Regions from separate parts of the Mus musculus genome. Here all the other regions are linked to region 1. Evidence: chromatin contacts called from public promoter capture Hi-C data. All regions are on one chromosome and are shown on one strand. The core of a region is the stretch at or near the end of the contact, and the rest is flanking DNA. Distances in the headings are between cores, read along the strand shown.

Region 1 (3,158 bases), core at 217-2,716:
CAATCTCCACTGCTACCCCCCCCCCCCCCCGCTCTTCCCAATGTAGAGAGAGAAGAAATCAGTGTTGACCTCTGGTCTCTGACTCTTCTTGCACTCAGGCATGTAAGCATGTATACACACACACACACACACACACACACACACACACACACACATACACACCACTGTTGCACTCAAAGCAGGAAGATGAGGTTTCAAATGCCTTATTTGGGAAGTTACAGAAAGATTTTTGTATATTATATTATTTAATTTTAAGGCAGTTGTGAGCTGCCGCAAGGGTGCTGGAAACTGAACCCGGCTTCTTTAGAGGAGAGACCAGTTCTCTTAACCACTGAACCATCTCTCTGACCCCTCAGAAAGTTCTTGCTCAGGACCTGTAGGTGGAAAGCCTAGCAGGGCTCTCTGAGTTTTGAAACTCACCTTAGGGATGCTGAGTCCTAACCAAGTATCCAAAGATCCTCCTTGAACTCGACCCCGTGCTTCTCCCTGTTCCCCTGCTACTCGCCTGTACCTCAAACCCTGAAGAAAGTTCTTAAGCAGCTGTGCCCCTAATACCATCCACAGTGAGGTGTGCACTTAAGACCACTCAGTGTGCAATGTGTCTCTTGACAGCACTTTGGGGAGTGGTGATCAACAAAAGAAGTTTTGGTTGTTCTTTGGGGCAGGGTAGCACTATAAGCCTGCTCTGGCCTCAAACTCATGGTAATCCTCCTGCTTCAGCATTCCAAACGATAACATGACAGGCACGAATCACCATGCCTGGCAAGCGACTCTTAGGCTTTGTATGCTCAGAGCTGTATAGCTTGGCCATCACTCCTCTCTGCTCCATGCCCCATAGCAGCACACACACATTGTCTCTTTGAACTCAAATTCACGTCTTCTTGTTTGAGCACAAGTTATTTGGCTACAGATCTTCTCCATGCTTTCTCTCTGACACTTGACAGTTTTGCCTGTCATGTTGCATTCAATACTCCCAGGGGAACATTCAGGGCCAGGGTAGATCCTTTCTGCTTCTCCACACAAAAAGCATTTTCTCGGCATTCACCCATGTCCAGGGTCCCTTCATGGGATTTGCACAGAGATTTAGCCACTTTGGCTAAGCATCACTGTCCCCAGGTTAAGTGTGCATCTTGTGCTGGGTCACCCAGGTAGAAGGGACATCTCAGCTTCTCTGTCATTCCTCCAATTACCTTGAGAAGTCAACTATTTTATATCTTTTTCTAAGAAAGACGGGAAAGCCTCTTCTGAGTGGTATAGGAAGCCCTGTGTTTGAATGGCCTGCTGTGGGTGGTCAGGAGGTTGGCAGATCACAAAGACATGCTTGTCCCCAGACAGAGATGGGCCTTGTTCATGGAAATATTTGTTGGTGGTGGAGCTAGGCACAGAGCAGTAGTCACAGCAGTCCCACACACGAAGAGCTTATTGGCTAAGTAGCTTAGAAACCAACTCTAGGTTTGGGGGTTTTAAGTTCATTCTTCGTTCTTGTCCAGGGCAAATCTACCCAACCTATGGACAGACCCTCTTCAGCTGGGTTCCCACAGGTAGGGCAAACCTTTCCCATTCCTGCTGACTTGCTGGGTAGGGATCAGGGAGAGTTGTATTATAATTAGGAAAGTTGCACTTGAACCCCAGCCTAGGTGACCTGGGTTCTTTGTGTCTCATTCTTTAGTCTAGACCAGAGTGAGGTCACCCAATGCTAGAGATAGTGCTTGCTGCATGGTTCTTGTTTGTTATCTCTCATTTGCAGGCCCCGGATAGTGACATCCAAAGAGGGAAGAGTAAGTAGTTAGGGAAGGTCCCAAGCTAACTCGCCCTGGGGCTGTAACACTTCCATCTCTTCACTAGGTGCCTGTGATGGGTGGTCCTCTGCTATTCTCTTTGAAAGGTTCTGAGGGTTCAGGACTTAGCTCTGTTGGCAGAATGTTTCCCCTCTATCCCCAGCAACACATTAAACTGGGTGCCTGCCTAGAAGCCTTCGAGGCCATCCATCAGCCACATCAAAAGTATGAGGCGTGTGCTATGTGAGATTGTGCCTCACAGAATTAATAAGGAAAGCTGTCTCAGCCTTTAGGGATGGTTATTGCTGCAGAGGACCAGGGTTGGGGTTCCAGGACCCACAACTATCTATAACTCCAGTTCCAGAGAATCTGTCTGGCCTTTGTGGGCACGGCACACATGTGGTGTATATGGTGTACATACATGTAGGACATGTACAGGCAAACATTCATACACATAAAGTAAAAGCAAGAAAATCTAAAAAATATTTAAAAGTAAAGATTTTTGACAGTTTTTTTCTTGTTTGTTTGTTTGTTTGTTTGTTTGTTTTTGTTTTTTTTAACTCTGTAACCCTGGCTGGACTGGAACTTGCTGTGTCGACCTACTTCTAATTCACATAGATCTCCCTCCTGCCTCTGCTTTCTGCTTTCTGTAATTAAATGTGTATGTTACCACACCCAGCTCTCTACTTTTTAAAAAGGACCTAGAGGTGGTAGAAGGCCCTTGAGAGAAGAAGGGACAACTTCCAAGAACTCAGAGGCCTGAGCCAGTTGTTCAGCTGGGGCCCCAAGCACATGGGAGTGAGGAGTCCAGAGCTCCTGGGCAGGGGAGGCTGCTTGGTCTGGAGCCGCCTCAGCTCTGTGGAAGCCACAGTAAGTGTAGGCAGATGGGGAAGGGCTAGGAGGGTTAGATGAAGCAGATACAGGTTCTGGAGACTCCCTAAGGGTGGCGCCAACCATCTTGGAGAGAAGACTGCTGGAAAGACTGGGTCCTGTAGGGCTTGTCTGAGCTGAGGGGCTGGAGCCTCTGAGACCTGAGGCCAAGTCTGGGTAGGTGGTGGATTAGTTGAGGGGCACAGTCTCTTCACCTCAGTCTCGGCACAGTACGTTGAGGATTCAGGTGATCCTTGTCAGGATTTGACTCACTAGCAATTTGGAATGCAGGACAGTCCTCACACCAGATACAAGGTATCTAACAGTCACCCAAAGATGTATAAGGAGCTACCAGCAGATGGCACCAAAGGCTTGCATCAAAGGAAAGTCTCTGGCCAGTCAGGCAGATACCTGGGTCTCTCTCCAACTTGTCAGTGAGGTCTTTCAGGCCCCAGGTCTCTTTTTGACACCTCCCTCATCTTGGAACAGTCTTCTAAATAGTGCCTCTAT
Region 2 (3,158 bases), core at 402-2,901, 400 kb after region 1:
AGTCTAGGGTTTGGGGCAGCGATAGACAAGGAAACACATAGCAAGCCTGGGAGGCCCCAGAATCTGTTATCTACTGTGAGATGTTGCAAGACATCTCACATCATCTAATGGCACAGACAACGATGACGACGATGGCCGTGAGGATGGTGAAGAACAGGGAGCTGATGTTCAGGCACTTGGCGGTGGAGGCGAAGGCCTGGGCCCCAGTCGTATCACCCACCATCTTCCTGTCCCTAGACTGGAAGAGACCAGATGGTCAGTGGCACTGGAGCTGGCCAATGGAAAGACAAGTACTGACTCAGCTCCCCATCACCTTCCTAGCCCACTGTGCTCCTCTTAATCTTTAGGCCAGGGACCTTCTTCCACTTTACCACACTCACGACTACCCAGAAACACCCAGCACTAGCCTCTTACTCTACTGTTTCCTGTTAGTTCCTAGTGAACTTTCCATCCAGCCAGGAGTGTTAATCTTCAGGGTTAAGGAACCTTCCAGGGGGCTGGAGAGAGGGTTCAGCGGTTAAGAGCACTGACTGCTCTTCCAAGAGGTCCTCTCACACAGGAGATAAGGGATGTCGGTCTCGAGGCTCTAAAGTTAGGGGTTTATATAGGAAAGGAGTGGGGGTAGGGGGAGGATTGGCACAGTTACACACAAATGGGCAATTTAAACATCAGAGAGCTGTATGTGATAGTAACTCTAAAGGGAGGGTGTTTATCTTGGTCGGCAGGACATCTGGCTAAGCCCAAACCATATCAGCAGGTGGCCCATTACTCATCAGAGCTTGTCCTGGAGATTGTCCTTGCGTGCCTTTCTTGTCTCAATGGCTAGTTGGTACCTAGGATGACTTTACAGCCTTTGTTCTTTGCTCTAAGCCCAAAAAGCCCTCCTAACTAGCAAGCCGCAAGAGTCAAGGACCTTGAATAAACTTTCTGGCTAGGGCTTTGAAGTCTTGAATTTAGCTTTCTTTCTTTCAAGTTCAAATCTCAGCAACCACATGGTGGCTCACAACTATCTATGAGATCTGATGCCTTCTTCTGGTGTGTCTGAAGACAGTTACAGTGTACTTATAATAAATAAATAAATCTTTTTTAAAAGGGGGGGGCATTCCAAGAATCAGGAAGTAAGGAGACTTCCTTCAAACTTTAGGCTATGATGGAGATACCTTGACCCACGGATCCCCAGGCACCTCCTGGGATTCCCTCCACACATACACACAAACATACACATACACACACACACACACAACCCAGGTACCACCTGGGTAAGTCAAGGTTGAGGCCCATACAATACCTTCACGGAGTAGGCATAGGCTACGAAGCCCAGGCAGCAGAAGTTCATGAAGAGTGTATTGAACAGGGACCAGACCACATGGTCAGGCGTGGAGATCTCAGGCATGTTGATTGTGGTGGCTGTCGCAGAAGTTGAGATGTGGGGTGACCCCAGTACAACCACCTCTTGCTGCTCCTTAGGCATCTCTCGGCTTTTGAAGCTGCAGAGTGAGAATAAGGAAGGAATGAGAAGGCTTTTCAAACTGGGCAGTCCGGAGCCTGCTGCGCAGTGGGCCGGCCTTTTTCCTCCAGTGGGGTCTGTTTCTCAGAAACCTACTTCCTTATGTTTACAATTTGGTGTGCTTTTTAGGGGCTGCGGAGTTAAGGGCAAATAGTGGTTTCAAGTTACCATTAGGGTGTGGGCAGGGAGAGCCACTCCCACCCCTTTTCAAGCTGTCCTAATCCCCAGAGGCTGGGGTTTGAAGCTGTGAGGCAGCTCACCCCCTCCACTGGGAAGGAGAGGTGACTGCAGTGTTCCCCAGTGCATAGGTTACAGTAAGCAGAAGGGAACAACGCGGTCGCTCCGAGTTTGCTTTGAGGAGGGATGATGTTTTGCACATTCTTTAGCTCCCTTTGTTGTGACTGAGAACAGGAGCACACAACTTGTCATAGACTCTAACATCCACCCTCTGTACAGACAGGGCCGAGAGCTCAGGATTCTACATTTTTAGTTTATTTGCTTTTGCCTTAGTAAGAGACTCATTCTAGAAGCTGAAGCTGAGAGAAAAACAAAGGTCTATAAAACAGAAATTCCCCAGAGATAACTCTACCCCAAATCCTGACCCCCCCGAACTGCTGTGTGTCCTAAGAAGGGGATTTATTAGAATAACTTACAGGTGTGGTCGAGGAGCCCTAAAATGACTGTCTCCTGATGGAAAGGCCTAGGATCCAGGCGTTGTCCACAAGACTAAAGTCAGCTGTGTCAATGTGGTGCTAGAGTCCCAGGGAGATTCTACAGAGGTCCGTTGGGACCCTGAGGAAGTAGGTTCTAATATCTCTGGAACAGGAGAGAGAAACTGAGCAGCAAGAGGGTAAGCAGGCAAAACCATCCTTCTTCCATGACCTTTTATGTGGGGTGCCACCAGAAGGTGTGGCCCACATTTAGGGTGGCTTTTCTGACCTCAAATAATCCAACCAGGAAAAACAAAAAAGCAAAGCAAAGCAAAAACAAAAAAGCGCCCTACTCTCTCAGGTGTGCCCAGGTGTGCCCAGATGCTTGTGTTACAGTTGATTTTAGATGAAGTCAAGTTGCTAAGCAACATTAGCCATCACAGCATATGAATATACTGGCATTATCAAGACTGACCCATGGTCTGAAGTCCTCACTGTGTGCTCCATGCCATCCCTTTGCCCCCTTAACGTACTTAAAAACCAGGAAGCCTCAGAGCTGTGCCTCTCCTTCATCCTCCCAAAACTCCCCGCCTCTTCCCTTTTTCTTCTGTAGAAAAAGCCCCTAATAAAAACCTCGCCTGGGGGGCTGGCGAGATGGCTCAGAGGGTAAGAGCACTGACTGCTCTTCCGAAGGCCCTGAGTTCAAATCCCAGCAACCACATGGTGGCTTACAAACATCTGTAATGAGATCTGATGCCCTCTTCTGGTGTGTCTGAAGACAGCTACAGTGTACTTACATATAATAAGTAAATCTTTAAAACAACAAAACAACAACAAACCCAAAACCTTGTCAGGGAATTTGCTTTGTCTACTTCTAGATCTGAAGCTCCTGGGGTTTGCAGCCATCTGGCTTAAACTTTTCCAAGCCATTAGCGCTTAATTTCACTCACAGTTGGCATTTCAGAGGACAGAGATGACCAGAGTAAAATTTAATATCACCT
Region 3 (3,158 bases), core at 251-2,750, 350 kb after region 1:
CTTGGAGTTATAAGCAAATAAACTCCTTTCTCTCTAAATTGTTTATTGTCGGGCTATTTGTCATAGCAGCAGAACTGGAACCAGAACACCAAGTCTTCGAAAGTCAGTCCATGCTTTATACTCCATGCGCCCGATGGGTACAACTTACCACATGCCAACACCCTTGGTCACACAATTACCTTAAGGAAGATCCAGCACAGCAGTTTTTTTTTTTTTTTTTTTAGATTTATTTTATTTCTATGACTACACTGTAGCTGTCTTCAGACACACCAGAAGAGGGCAAAGGATCCCATTACAAATGGTTGTGAGCCACCATGTGGTTGCTGGGAATTGAACTCAGGACCTCTGGAAGAGCAGTCAGTGCTCTTAATCACTGAGTCATCTCTCCAGCCCCAAGCACAGCAGCTTGAAGGAACCCAAAAGTCCAGGCTGCTAGGACAAGACATTCTATCCTTGGTGGCCTGGCCATGCTGAGATCTACTGGTCCTGGGGCTTCTGAGAACACAGTAAGAGCAGGTAGCCTAGCATCTGTGGTGTGAGGAGAGGGCCGGGGCCTGGGGGTGGGGACTGTTCCAGGAACATAATTTCTGTCATTCAGAGGAAACTGAAGAGCACATTCATAACTTGCTTTATCTCTTTCCGATCCTGTTTTGCCATCTTTCCGGCAGGGTGTACTGAGGCAAGAAAAAGAGATTGCAGTGTCAGAAAGGTCTCGGCCAACCAGGTGTTGCGAATTTCGTGGCCTCACTGGGTGTGGTCCAGACATATCCATCTTCCCCCAAACTCCAAGTCTTTTAGTAAAAGGATAAAGGTTGAGAAGGGAAAGTGGAATCACATGAATAAGTTAGTTAGCACTGCAAAGGCGCTGCCAAGTGTCTGAAATAAATAGTGCAGTCTCCCAGCCTGTGAGCAGAGCCCTGGCCTGAAAGGCACCGTACTGACCATCCATTGGTCCTGGCTCAACAGGGATGGCAGTGATTTGTAGCTTTCTCTGGCCCTGGTCTGAAGCAAGTCAGCCAGTAAGTGGACATGGGTTTCTGCAGAGAAGGCTCCTATCTTGAGGACTGACCTTCGGCACCCTGGAGATGGGATGGTAGAAGGCTTCAGGTTCCTGACTGGGGAAATAGCTGCTGTAGCTATTGGCCTGGGCTGGGGAGGTAGAGGACTAAGTCCTGAACTGGGATCTGGTATAGGAGGGTCTCCCGATTTTTGCCCTTCTTGAACCCTATCCTAGTGTGATTACCATTCAGTAATCTGTTTTCACTTCCCACTTCCCAGACAGTTCATTGGTTTACAAACAGGAACAGAAATTTTGGAGAAAGTAGAACTTTGAAGAGGCCACTGAGGAGGTGGTGGAGGCGGGGGCGGAGGTGGGGTGGGGAGGGTGTGTGGGGTATGAAGCAATCTTATGTAACCCCTCCCCATGCATGTGGATCTTACACCACAATGGTTCTATAAAAGTGCCTGTGACTCCACCACCCATATGAACTTCCTTGAAACAAGAGCTTCCTTGCTTCCTTTAAGCACAAAAACATGGTTAAGAGGGATCCTGACTCAGCTCCAGTGCCATCCACTGTGGTTTGCATCAACAGTGATGTTATCCAGCCGGATCACATTACCTGGTCTACATTTAACACAGTGTTCATGAATGGCTGCTGCCTGGGTTTCATTGCCTACATCTACTCGGTGAAGGTGAGTGTTGTAGAAGGTATGTATGTGGTTGTGGCTCCTCCTGCCCAGAGGACACCTGGGTCATGTACAGCTTTGTGTTTGTGTATGTGTGACACACCTTGGTGTCCTGAATGTACTTATGTGTTTGTATGTATAGACTGTGTAAGTAGCATATAGAATGTATATGTGGGTTGTATGTAGGAGACTCTCCTATGTAAGCAAAAGGAGAGAATGCCCAGGGATTCTGGGGTGAGACTGTCTCCACTCTAGTTTAGAGGGATTCATTCTGCTTACTGCTTAGTTTCTGGAATGCCCCTTCACCCTGCAGACTGGGGCACCAGGCTGGGTGCAAGTGAGACTTACAAAAAATGGTGCCCCATGGTGAGCTGAGCATACAGTTCTTGGGTCTGCTGAATGGTCTGAGTGTGTGAAAGGGAGAGGGGTCCCTGATATTAGGAAGGAGACTGCACTGAGCGGGAAGGACAATGGGGAAACTGAGGCAAAGCATCTGGCTCTTGATGACTTGCTCCAAGGCCACACTGATCTTTTCATCTCTTTCAGTCCAGGGACCGGAAGATGGTGGGCGACATGACTGGGGCCCAATCCCATGCTTCAACCGCCAAGATTCTGAACATCCTTGCTCTGGTCATCTCCCTCATCTTCTACATCATGCTTATCGTTTTATACAGCTTTAACTTACTAGGTAACCAAAGATAATAGAACCACTAGTTAGGTACTAACTAGTTAGTTAGCTAATTATTAATTAACTAAACTAGTACCGAATTTAGTATCTTTAGTACCTATTAGATACTAAGGGTGGGACTCCATGCACTGTCAAAGTCAATGGACTACTAAATTCTTCCATGCACTGTCTTCGTGAAGAAAGCATTCATGTGCTCTGCCCCTCAGAGTTGCCCCTTATCCTGGCCAGAGGCCCTAACCTGTCACTCTACCCTCCTGTAAATGTTTATCCTCATGCATATGTTCACAGTGGATTCAATAAAGTGCACGTGGTAGCGATTGTGGTGAGACTTCCTATCCCCTGACTGCTCCCTACTGAGCTTACTCAGAGTTTCCCTGGCTTTCTCCTTGTTGAAGAGGTAGGGGTGTGGATGGGGTGGGTGTGGATGGGTGTATAGTGCAGGGCATCCACAGATAAGTAGGATTCTGGCCTCAGGATGGAGACAGCAGCTGACAAGCATCCTGAATAGTGTTCTCTTTTACCTAGCAGTCCCAGGCAGGCAGTAACTAAGCATTGCTTACCTCCGGCTCCATGTCCCTAGAGTACAGGAAGGGTGCAGAGGCATGTACTAGTGAGTTTTCAGTCCAGGGATAGAGGACCAGCCCAGGGTCCTCCACTTTTAGGAGGAAGAAATCTTGACCCAGACACGCTGTGTTCAAGAACTCTATGGTGGCCTTCGGCTTGGATTCTGGCCCCTCCCTTCTCACACACATCTCACAGGCTTATTTCAGGTCAGGGATGGGCA

The links. Promoter capture Hi-C pulls out the DNA fragments that hold promoters and counts their contacts. Capture Hi-C pulls out chosen DNA fragments and counts their contacts.
Region 2: a contact with region 1 is called in a promoter capture Hi-C map of embryonic stem cells, with 2.5 times the contacts expected there. The contact joins the promoter of Ifitm1 here to the promoter of B230206H07Rik in region 1. A contact is called at or near these places in 1 of 39 promoter capture datasets (embryonic stem cells), 5 of 484 Hi-C or Micro-C datasets (the Ba/F3 cell line, CD8 T cells, embryonic stem cells and 1 more), 5 of 115 datasets of contacts at active chromatin or transcription factors (embryonic stem cells and large pre-B cells) and 2 of 9 other capture datasets (adipose tissue and liver).
Region 3: a promoter capture Hi-C map of liver shows a contact between it and region 1, with 2.5 times the contacts expected there. The contact joins the promoter of Ifitm6 here to the promoter of B230206H07Rik in region 1. A contact is called at or near these places in 1 of 484 Hi-C or Micro-C datasets (the N1E-115 cell line), 1 of 115 datasets of contacts at active chromatin or transcription factors (embryonic stem cells) and 1 of 9 other capture datasets (liver).

The regions. Positions count from the first base shown.
Region 1 is chr7:141,363,418-141,366,575 of GRCm38.p6, reverse strand. It overlaps B230206H07Rik (RIKEN cDNA B230206H07 gene), which reads left to right and starts at 1,466. Exons shown (of 2, transcript NR_033532.1): 1 at 1,466-1,541.
Region 2 is chr7:140,966,569-140,969,726 of GRCm38.p6, reverse strand. It overlaps Ifitm1 (interferon induced transmembrane protein 1), which reads right to left and starts at 1,651. Exons shown (of 2, transcript NM_001112715.1): 1 at 1,289-1,651; 2 at 1-238. The coding sequence starts at 1,471. The coding sequence ends at 101.
Region 3 is chr7:141,015,234-141,018,391 of GRCm38.p6, reverse strand. Ifitm6 (interferon induced transmembrane protein 6) reads left to right here and starts at 1,500. Exons shown (of 2, transcript NM_001033632.1): 1 at 1,500-1,692; 2 at 2,233-2,580. The coding sequence starts at 1,534. The coding sequence ends at 2,388.